Linked DNA regions of Sus scrofa: region 2 is linked to region 1. Evidence: chromatin contacts called from public targeted proximity ligation data. All regions are on one chromosome and are shown on one strand. The core of a region is the stretch at or near the end of the contact, and the rest is flanking DNA. Distances in the headings are between cores, read along the strand shown.

Region 1 (4,708 bases), core at 1,743-4,242:
CAACGCCAAATCCAAGCCGAGTCTGTGAGCTACACCACAGCTCACGACAACACTGGATCCTTAACCCACTGAGCAAGGCCAGGGATGGAACCCGCATCCTCGTGGACACTAGTCTGGTTCATTACCACTGAGCCACAACAAGAACTCCTCAGGCTCCTGTTCTGGGCCTCTGACTGCAGACTCCATACCAGGCCAATGCCAGGGCTCCCTACTCAAGGCAGAGGGCACGGGTGACAGGTGGCCTGGGGTGAGAGACAGCTGCAGGAGGTCAGCATCCCAGGCAGCGAGCCCTGCAAGGCAGGGACGGGCTGAAGTCCGGCGGTGAGGAGAGCATGTGGCTGGATGGGCGGGAACAAGGGGAACCAAGGGAAGAAACCAGGACGACCATCAGGAGGGCGCCCAGGGCCAAGCCCAAAGGGGCTCCAGACGGAGCAGGGCACAGAAAGGGGCTTCAGGAGGCTGTTCCTAGAACACAGCCCTGTAACACCGGAGACTCGCTGGTAGGAAGTCACAGAAAATACGGAAAAGGAGCAGCTGACAGCTTCATGGAAGGCGTGAGGAGGAAAGACTCCAAGGGACTTCAGCCATAAGTTACAAAAAAAAAGGGGAAGCTGGGATGGGAGACAGCACTGGCAGGCCCCAGGGTGAGTGGATCTCATTCAGCCGAGTGCTGGGCAGGCCACGGAGGATCTGGGCCCGGAGCAGCAGGCAGTGCGCAGGCGCCCTGGCAGCAACACCTGAGGCCTGAGAACCGTTCTTGAGATGAAGACAAGCCTTTGGAGCAAGAAACGGAGGCAGAAGTTGACCCAATTGGCTGAGTGACTCGTTGGCTCCCCTGGGGCCAGGTCAAGCCCCGCATGGGGAGGGGAACAGCAGTGAAGCTGCACACAAGCCAACAAGAGCAGGCAGCCCTAACTCCCAGGAGCACGGGGCAGGCAGACCTAACACCTGCTGGTCACGCCCCGTTCAGAAGTACCAAGTAAGTTCTAAAAGGTGAGGAAGAGAGGCCCCCGGTGACTGGAGTGAGGCCAGGAGCCGAACACAGGTAAAGGGGTTCGAGGGCAACCTCGGCCAGAATTCAAGTTCCATGTGGGCAGGGATCTTTTTTTGTTCACTCACGGTCCCCAGTGCCTGGCACAGAGTTGGAACTCAGTGAAGATTTGTGGAATGGTGACTGGCAGACACCAGGCAAAGGACAATCCCCGGGTGCTGTGTGGATGCAAAGAGCAGAAAAGGCTGGAGGAAAAGGGGACAGGGCTGGCTGCTGGACAGCCTGGAGGGCAGGCAGCTCCTGAGGATGTGGAAAGAGTGGGCGTCGCCCCGGGGGAAGGGGAAGTACGGACAGGGCTCCCACCACAAATGACCCCTTATTCGCACATGACGGGAAGGGCATGGCTCACTCAGCAGCTTGTGACAGGCAGGCAGGTCTGGGCAGAGGGAGGCCCCCAAGCCCCCACCCCACCAGTGTTTATAGTCAGCAGAGCTGTTTGGAGTTCAATCCCGCCACATACCTGCACAGGGAGCCTCCGCAGTCCACCACATAGGGTGGGGCAGGGCGAGTCATCAAAGCCCAAAACCAGACCTACCCGAGGAGGCCTCGACCAGACCAGGCCAGACCAGTCCTCGGGGGCCGGAGCTGGGTCAGGACTCGACTCCCTGGGTCCCACATTTCTGCCTGGCCCAGTGCCCTTCTCCCACACTGGCCAATTTGCACAGAATCTGACACCCCCAGGACTGCGAAGACTCGGCTTCAAAACCAGGGGACCATCAAGAAGCCTGGAAGGCCCCTCAGCATTCCGAAGGCAGCCCCTCCCAGTTCCAGGCCTCAGGGAAGGGGAGAAAGGTCATTCATTCATTCGGGCCTGAGCAGTTCCTTCTCTGGAAACGACCCAATCCCCTCAACGCTGAGGCTCCACGCCACCTCGCCCACTCAGACGAGTGTCCACACACACGCACAGTGCTGGCACTGGCCTGCCCCCCAGACATCCGTGATGCCCCCTCTGCCTGTATGACCCCCGCCCCCCACAGCCCCCAATTCCACTCCCACTCCCAGGTCTCTGCCGGCTCTTAAGACCAACCCCTCAGCCAGGCTTCCCTAACCAACCAACCCACGCAGCCTTCAGTATTGGGAAACACCGACATGCCCTAACCGGAAGCACCAGCCTGGGTGCAGACCCACCTGACCCCTGCCGGGAGGCGGGGGGGCGGGGAGCAGGCCTCCACAGGGCGAGGGCTGTGCACTTGGCGGGGAATGCCAGGGCTGGATCCCCCACCGCCCACGGACGGGGGGTCGGCTCCGCGTCGGGGGAGCTCTACTAGGTGTGATGTCACACCTGCCCGCAGGATTTGGGGCGGGGGAGCGGGTGCAGAGCAGGCGCAGGACCGCGCGCCCCCACCCCAGCCTTGCCCCCGCCTCTCCAGGGGCTAAGATGGCAGCGGCGCCGCCGCCCCACCCCCGCACCGATACCGCCAGCTGGCCGGGCTGCGGTCCCGGGACCCCGGGAGACCCTAGGACCCGGACTGGGAACCAGCTCGCACGCCCTGCGCTCCAGACACCTTACGGCTCCCTGCGGCCCCGACCCCCGCCCGCAGTCACGTGAGGCCCGGGACCCCCTAACGGCTCGAAATTACGTCACACTGACGTCACATGCCGAACCCCGGGCGAGGAGCGGGCACAAGCCTCGCGCGCCCCCACCCCCCGGGTCCCTCCTGCCACGGCGCTCACCGCTGAAGACCATGGCGGCCGAGGCGCCCATGACCGCGAAAAAGGCGGCGTACTCGGGGCCGCTCTTGGCCTCGGACATGTCTGCGGGTGGGGAGGGGGCGAGCTCAGCAGGTCGAGGCGGGGACGAGGCCGGGCCGGGCGCGGCAGGCTGCGAGGTGCGCGAAGCGAGCGCTGAAGCGGCTGCGAAGGGGATCCGGCCCGTCAGCCGCTGCGCTCTAAATACCAGCACCGCAGAACAAAATGGCGGCCGCTGCCGCGTCACATGACTCGGGCCCCGCCCCTGCGGACCGTACCACTTCGCGCTGGTGGGGGGGCGTCATGGCCCGGGGGGCGCCCTAGAGGCCCGCTGGCCACCCCCGCACTGTGCTGTCACCCCGCCGGCCCGGACCCGAGCGCTCCGCCCTACCTCGGCCTTCCCAGGTGCGCTGTCCGGCAAGGTCGGCCTCTGGAACCCCGCGGCGTTGGGCCAGTCCGGTCCCTGGGCCGGGGCGGGACAGTGGCGCGCCTCGTTAGCATATAGGGCGGTGCTCGTGGTGCCCCGCCTCCTCTGCGGCTGCGCTATCCAGGATTCGGTTCCGACCGAAGCTTTTCTTTGCGTTCTCTGTGTGGAGCCCGGCCACGGCGTTCTCTCGGCCCAGCCCCCAGAAACCCAAGACTGCGGTCTACCTCGCACGTGCTCATACCTCCTGGGGCGATCCGAGGGTCCGAGCAGGCGGAGCCAAATCCTGTGAACCGGGCGCCGGCCTCTTCGGCAGCCCCCAGGGAAGCCTCTGCCACCCTGCTGTCTGGTTGGTCTCTGGCCCGAGCCTTCCTGTGTTCCCGGTTCGGGTCTCCCCAACCCTTAGACGCCGTCCTCCGTCTGCTCCAGACCTACCAGTCCCCAACCTGGCAATCGGTGATTGCTACCCTGGCTTCCATAGACAAGGAGCCCCTTTACCCGCCTCTGTTCCCTCTTTTGTATCAAGGACCCAGACTGCAGCTGAGGAGCGGGGTTGTCTCTGCCCTTCAAAATGTAGGCATGACTGGTTTGGCGCCCTGTCGGTGTTGCGACCTGAGAAGTCTTCCCCAAATTTCTACATCTTGGGTCCTTGTTCTGCCTGTCCCACACAAGTCCCGCACATGCAGGGTTGCCCTTATTTCTGGGGCAGCAGTAAAAGGTTTCCTCTCAGCCCAGCAGGCAGCCTGGCCTGGGACTGGCACTGCCCGGATGATCCCATGTGGCCCTCCTGGCACCCCAACTAGCTGCCTTATCTCTACCCACCAGTTCTGGATCCCTTTGCCCTTTGTTCCCTCCATTTCAGGCACCCTGGGTGGCTGCCATCTGGTCCTGGGTCTCCCTTGAGCTCCAAGCCCTTGTTCCGACACAGAAGCACTCTCCGCCAGTGACCCAGGTGGTAGCTGTCATCAGCCTTCTCCATGTGGGTGGTGGGGTCACCTCCGCCGGCCTGGTCCTCCCGATGGAATCTCAGACCCGCTTTCAGACCCTTCTTGGTGAGTCTGGGTCTGCCCCTGCCCCTGCCCCCAAACGTGCAGCCCTTGGAGGGCTGTGTCCGTCCTGTCCCAAAAGAGAGGAGGTCACCATTCTGCTAGAGCCCTCCACGCCGCCCTCTGCCTTTGTCTTCCTCGCCCTGACTCTGACTTCTGGAAAGAGGAATCTTCATTCAGTGTCCTCAGCTCCTTGTCCTTGCCAAGGGGGATGGCGACTGCCATTTCTCTAAACCGAGGAACGTGGCTCAGGCTTTCTGAATGGCCCCCTCTGCTGCCACGGCCTGCTGTCCACCACACCACACCGCCACTCTCTCCAAGTTCACCTGCATGTGCCCCGATGCCCTCGTTCCTTCCTGGAGTCACAGGAGCAAGGGCAGTGGCCTCCTCAGCTTCCCTGCAGGTCCCAGGTTTCCGTGACTCCCTCTGCTGGGCCCTGCCCCTGGGTGATCACCTGCACCTTTCCAGACCTGAAGCCCTCTGGGCGAGCAAATGCCC
Region 2 (4,417 bases), core at 669-3,168, 120 kb after region 1:
CAAACACCTGATAATTCCGATGGGTCATGACTAGACATTCCTCACAGAGAGGAGTAGAAAAGCCAAGCCCTGGGAGTTCCCGTCGTGGTGCAGTGGTTAACGAATCCGACTAGGAACCATGAGGTTGCAGGTTCGGTCCCTGCCCTTGCTCAGTGGGTTAACGATCCGGCGTGGCCATGAGATGTGGTGTAGGTCGCAGACGCAGCTCGGATCCCGCGTTGTTGTGGCTCTGGCGTAGGCCGGTGGCTCCAGCTCCAATTCGACCCCTAGCCTGGGAACCTCCATATGCCGCAGAAGCAGCCCAAAGAAATAGCAAGACAAAAAAAAAAAAGAAAAGGCATTCCTATAGCCAAGATGTTACAGTATAGAAGAAAGAGCAGAAAGTCACGACAGGACCCTGGTGGCCGAGTGGGGGTGTCCTCTATCAGGAAGTGGGATACAGGAGTTCTGGGCAGACAAACCAAGGAATATCCAACACAACACTCTCCCAGGAGGGGCTACATCTTCTATTCCAAGTACTCGGGCTTCTGGGAAAGGGGGTCTGTTCTGCAGTTGTGCCCAGCTGGCACATGTGAGATCGTTAAATTCAGAGCACTTGGAAGACACAGCTCTCCTCACCTGCTGCGACCTGTCTCTGAGTTGTCACTGCTGTGTCCAAGGGTTAGGGTTACTCAATTTGCCTGCCAAGCCTCAAAAACTATCTTTACCCATAAGCAATCCCTCGTTTCAGTAGAGCACAGTTGGTGTGCTGAGGTTGGCTTTGGGGAACAATGGATTGAAAGGCAAAGAGTTTCGAGTTTCGGCTCCAGAGTTTTCTAAGAGATAATGGCCCCACTTCCAAGCAAGGGTCACCAGCCCTCCATACAGGCAGAGAAGCAGGGGACATGGCAGCACTGGAACAGAGGAGATTAAGGGCTTCTGATGGCCTAGACCTAGGCAGGCCGCCAGATCTGTCAGGATGAAAAAGGCAGGAACACGTCGTTGATGGTAAAATTCTGGGAACGGTTACATATTCTTGATTGCATGTAGAAGTTCTATTGCGGAACTGCTGATGTCTTTTCTAGAATCACACGAAAACCCTGGGACTTAGATTCCCACGTGGTGGGTTTAAAGCTGAAAGTTCCAGGTCAATTCTGTGGTCACTCAACAAGGTGGTACAGACTGTCAGCTTAATGTTATAAATCAGTTAGTTCCCTAGAGGACAGTCACCCTAAACCCTCACAAAAAGGGAGGCCAAAAGGTGACAGTGAAGCGGAGGGCATGAGCCCAAGAGCAGCCTGGTTCGTGGACCTTCAGGCAAGAAAATGAGGCCTACTGTGAAGGAGGGAGGAGCAGGTGTCTACATTGTCCCATTCTTCTCCTGTAGCCTGCAGAAAGCTAAAAGCAAATACACATTTTTTTTAAACAGAAAAGTTAACACATACAGAAACATAAAGAAGGCACTCGTTCCTATAAAATGCTTCCATCCTTCCTCAAACAATTGAGTATCATAAAACAATCAAATGCATAACTACCGGTCTAGCTTACTCTAGAATGAAAGCATTTCACCGAAGGCCACATTTCTAAACATAACTCCTTCAACCTCCAAGTGTTCAAACAGCGAAAACCACACAGAGAGCGTTATAAATATGGTACAAAAGTGGCTCTGCTCATGGAAAAGCATAGGGGCCTCCTCCCCAGGCGCTCCCCCATCTGAATGCCCATAGTCCCAGGGTCCTTGGCCTAGGTTAGGAGGGTAAAGAAAGGATGTGCTCCAGCCTCGAAAGTCATCTGGATGGAACGTTATCCTCAGGGATACGTAATTCCTCTGAAAGTAACTGAAGCACAACTAATACTTAACCTACGAAGAATAAAGAGAAGCAAATAATCAGTCATGAGATCATGAAACTCAGAAGAGGAACAGGATGGAGCGAGGGTGTGCCCGATGTCAGCCACGACTAGAGGAAAGGCACCCGCGTGGCAGATGTCCCTCTGGGCAGCACACTGTGGTGGTGGTCCTCCTTGCACCCTGCTGTGACCCTCCTAAGAAACAGACAATGGGTTCTGAGTCTCCATCATGAAAGGAGTGCTGCAGAACGGTTCCGAGGGCAGGCTCTGGAGCCAGACCACCTGGATTCAAAGCCCAATTTCCTAATGAATAGCCATGGCACCTTGGGCAAGTAACCTAATCTTCTTGCCTCAGCTTCCTCATCAGTAAAATGGGAGTGATGCTTAGTTTTGTTTTTTGGCCACGCCCATGGTACGTGGAAGTTCCAGGGCCAGGGATCAAACCCGTGCCACAGCAGTGACCCAAGCCACGGCAGAGACAACACTGGATCCTTAACCACTAGGCCACCAGGGAACTCCAGGAATGATGTTAATAGTACCTACCTCAAGAGGTAGGTGCGATCAAGTAAGACAGCCCCTGTGATGAGCCTGGCATCAGGAAGTGTTTGAAAAATGCTTTGTCTCCATCTACCAACACCCCATGCAAGTTCTAGCTATTGACTTTTGGCAGACTGTACAGCACAATACAAAAGCTATACACTAGTGGTTTTCTCATCCGGAAACAGAAACCAAGTATTCTGATTTTTAAAATACTGCCTTTTCCTTAAACAAATGAATCTACCACATCTGCCGTCTGCGAGGACAGAAATAATGACAGTAACTATCACTTCTGGAAAAGGCCTCTGCTCCGGGCTCCATGCACTTTATAGGCATCAATTCATTTACTCTTCCCAATAGTTCTCCGAGTTAGGAACCACTATTAATCCCACCATACTGATAAGGAAACTGGGGACCAGGAATGTTAGTGACTGTCCCAGAGGTACACAGTAGGACGCTGCAGAGCTGGGCCTCCAGTCTATGGAGTATGGCACCAGGGCTCACTTCTGTAATCCAGCAGTTGAACATATGCTGTCCTGTACCCTCAGGAAGGAGACGTGCTCCACAAAACGTCTTCTCTTTGAGAGAATCTGGAAACTGGAAGGGATTGCCAAGTCCAGGATGGAAGACATAAAATAAGAAGTATCTTCTTATCTTCTCTGGAAGTAAGATGGCCAGCAGCTGACAAAGCAGACGAGGGGCAGCTCTGGTAACAAGACTCCTTAGTGAACTCGTGCTCAAGGCTGAGTGGCACAAGGCCTGATAGAAAAGATGCCCCTTACCTTAGGTGGCAAAAGTTCACTGCTGCCATCGAAGCTATGATCAAAAACAATTTCAGTCAATACGTAGGCAGCTTTGGGATCCTGAATTATGTACTTTTCAAATGAAGGCACCGAAGGGTGGCCTAGAACTAGAGAGAGAAAAACCCAGTCAGTGTGTGGCTGCTGGGAAGGCAGATGCTGCCCAACTCTCCGCTTTCTACCACAGGAGAAATGGGGCGGCCAGCTTTTCACCCAAGGGATGGCAAATGTCTTTCATTCTGCAAATGAATGGGTGCATCTTGTGTGAGTGCCTGGCGCTGCGCTCGGCAGCGGGAGCACAGCGTCAAATGCCGACAGCCTAAACCTCTGTGGGTTCTGCAGGCTCTGGTAGTCCTGTGCTCAGCTGGGTGGCACTTAGGGCTGTGGTGGAGCGAACACAGTTCTTGTCCACATTAGTAGAGGAAATGATGGCTCCATTCTCGCCATGGTTAAAACCACCAAAAGGGAAACGAAATCCACGAGGAAATATAACCGCTCGGATGAGAGACGTCGCTTCTACAGTCGACTGCCCTCACATCTGACTGGCTAATACAGGATTCTCCCCGGAAATGACTCTTCCTTAGAATGCTTAGCAGGCAGCGTTCCTGCCTCCCTGTAGGGACCCAGAAGCCGTGAGACCCCTATGCCTTGGTCCCGTGGCTCAGACAGGTCACTAATCCGTGCCCAAGTTTGCTCCTTCTTGTTTCCCGGCTTGTAACTAGAGAACTTGTTCACGCTGGAAGCGGGTCTTCTTTTGGGAATCTCGTCTACATTGCTTTCTTTTCCTCCCCTCTTTTGTCTCCTTCCTTCCTTCTAGAAACCCGAGTGGCTGGGACTCCCAGACCTGCCCTGTCCTTTACGACCGTCCCAGCATCTTCCACACTTTCCACTTCCTTATCTCTTTGCTTTCATTCTCAAAGGTTTCCTCAACGTCATCTTCCCCATCACCGATAGAGGATGACCCTTCCACAGACATGCCCATGTCATTATTTCCAGGAAAGGAATCTGATAGGGTTAGGGTTAGGGTTAAATCACTTTAAATTTCTAAGTCCCCTTTCTGTTTCTTTCACTGTTTCATTTTCACAGGGGGTCTGGTTTTGTTTTGGCGTGGCAATACTTTTCTCAAGTATCTCTGAAAATACTGTTTTTATTACCTACATTAAAAGAAACAGGGCATGCACACGGCAAAAATTCGAATGATTGGTAAGGTCATTCGCCTACCATTAGCCCCCTGTTCTTCCATCATGACACAA

The links.
Region 2: a targeted proximity ligation map of alveolar macrophages shows a contact between it and region 1. A contact is called at or near these places in 4 of 47 Hi-C or Micro-C datasets (embryonic fibroblasts, epiblast stem cells, omental adipose tissue and 1 more) and 2 of 2 datasets of targeted methods (alveolar macrophages and skeletal muscle).

The regions. Positions count from the first base shown.
Region 1 is chr3:39,535,712-39,540,419 of Sscrofa11.1, forward strand. It overlaps ATP6V0C (V-type proton ATPase 16 kDa proteolipid subunit), which reads right to left and starts at 2,993. Exons shown (of 3, transcript XM_003124744.4): 1 at 2,726-2,993. The coding sequence starts at 2,804.
Region 2 is chr3:39,657,298-39,661,714 of Sscrofa11.1, forward strand. No RefSeq gene overlaps it. Among named protein-coding and RNA genes, the nearest start is that of ABCA3, 30 kb to the right of the region's middle.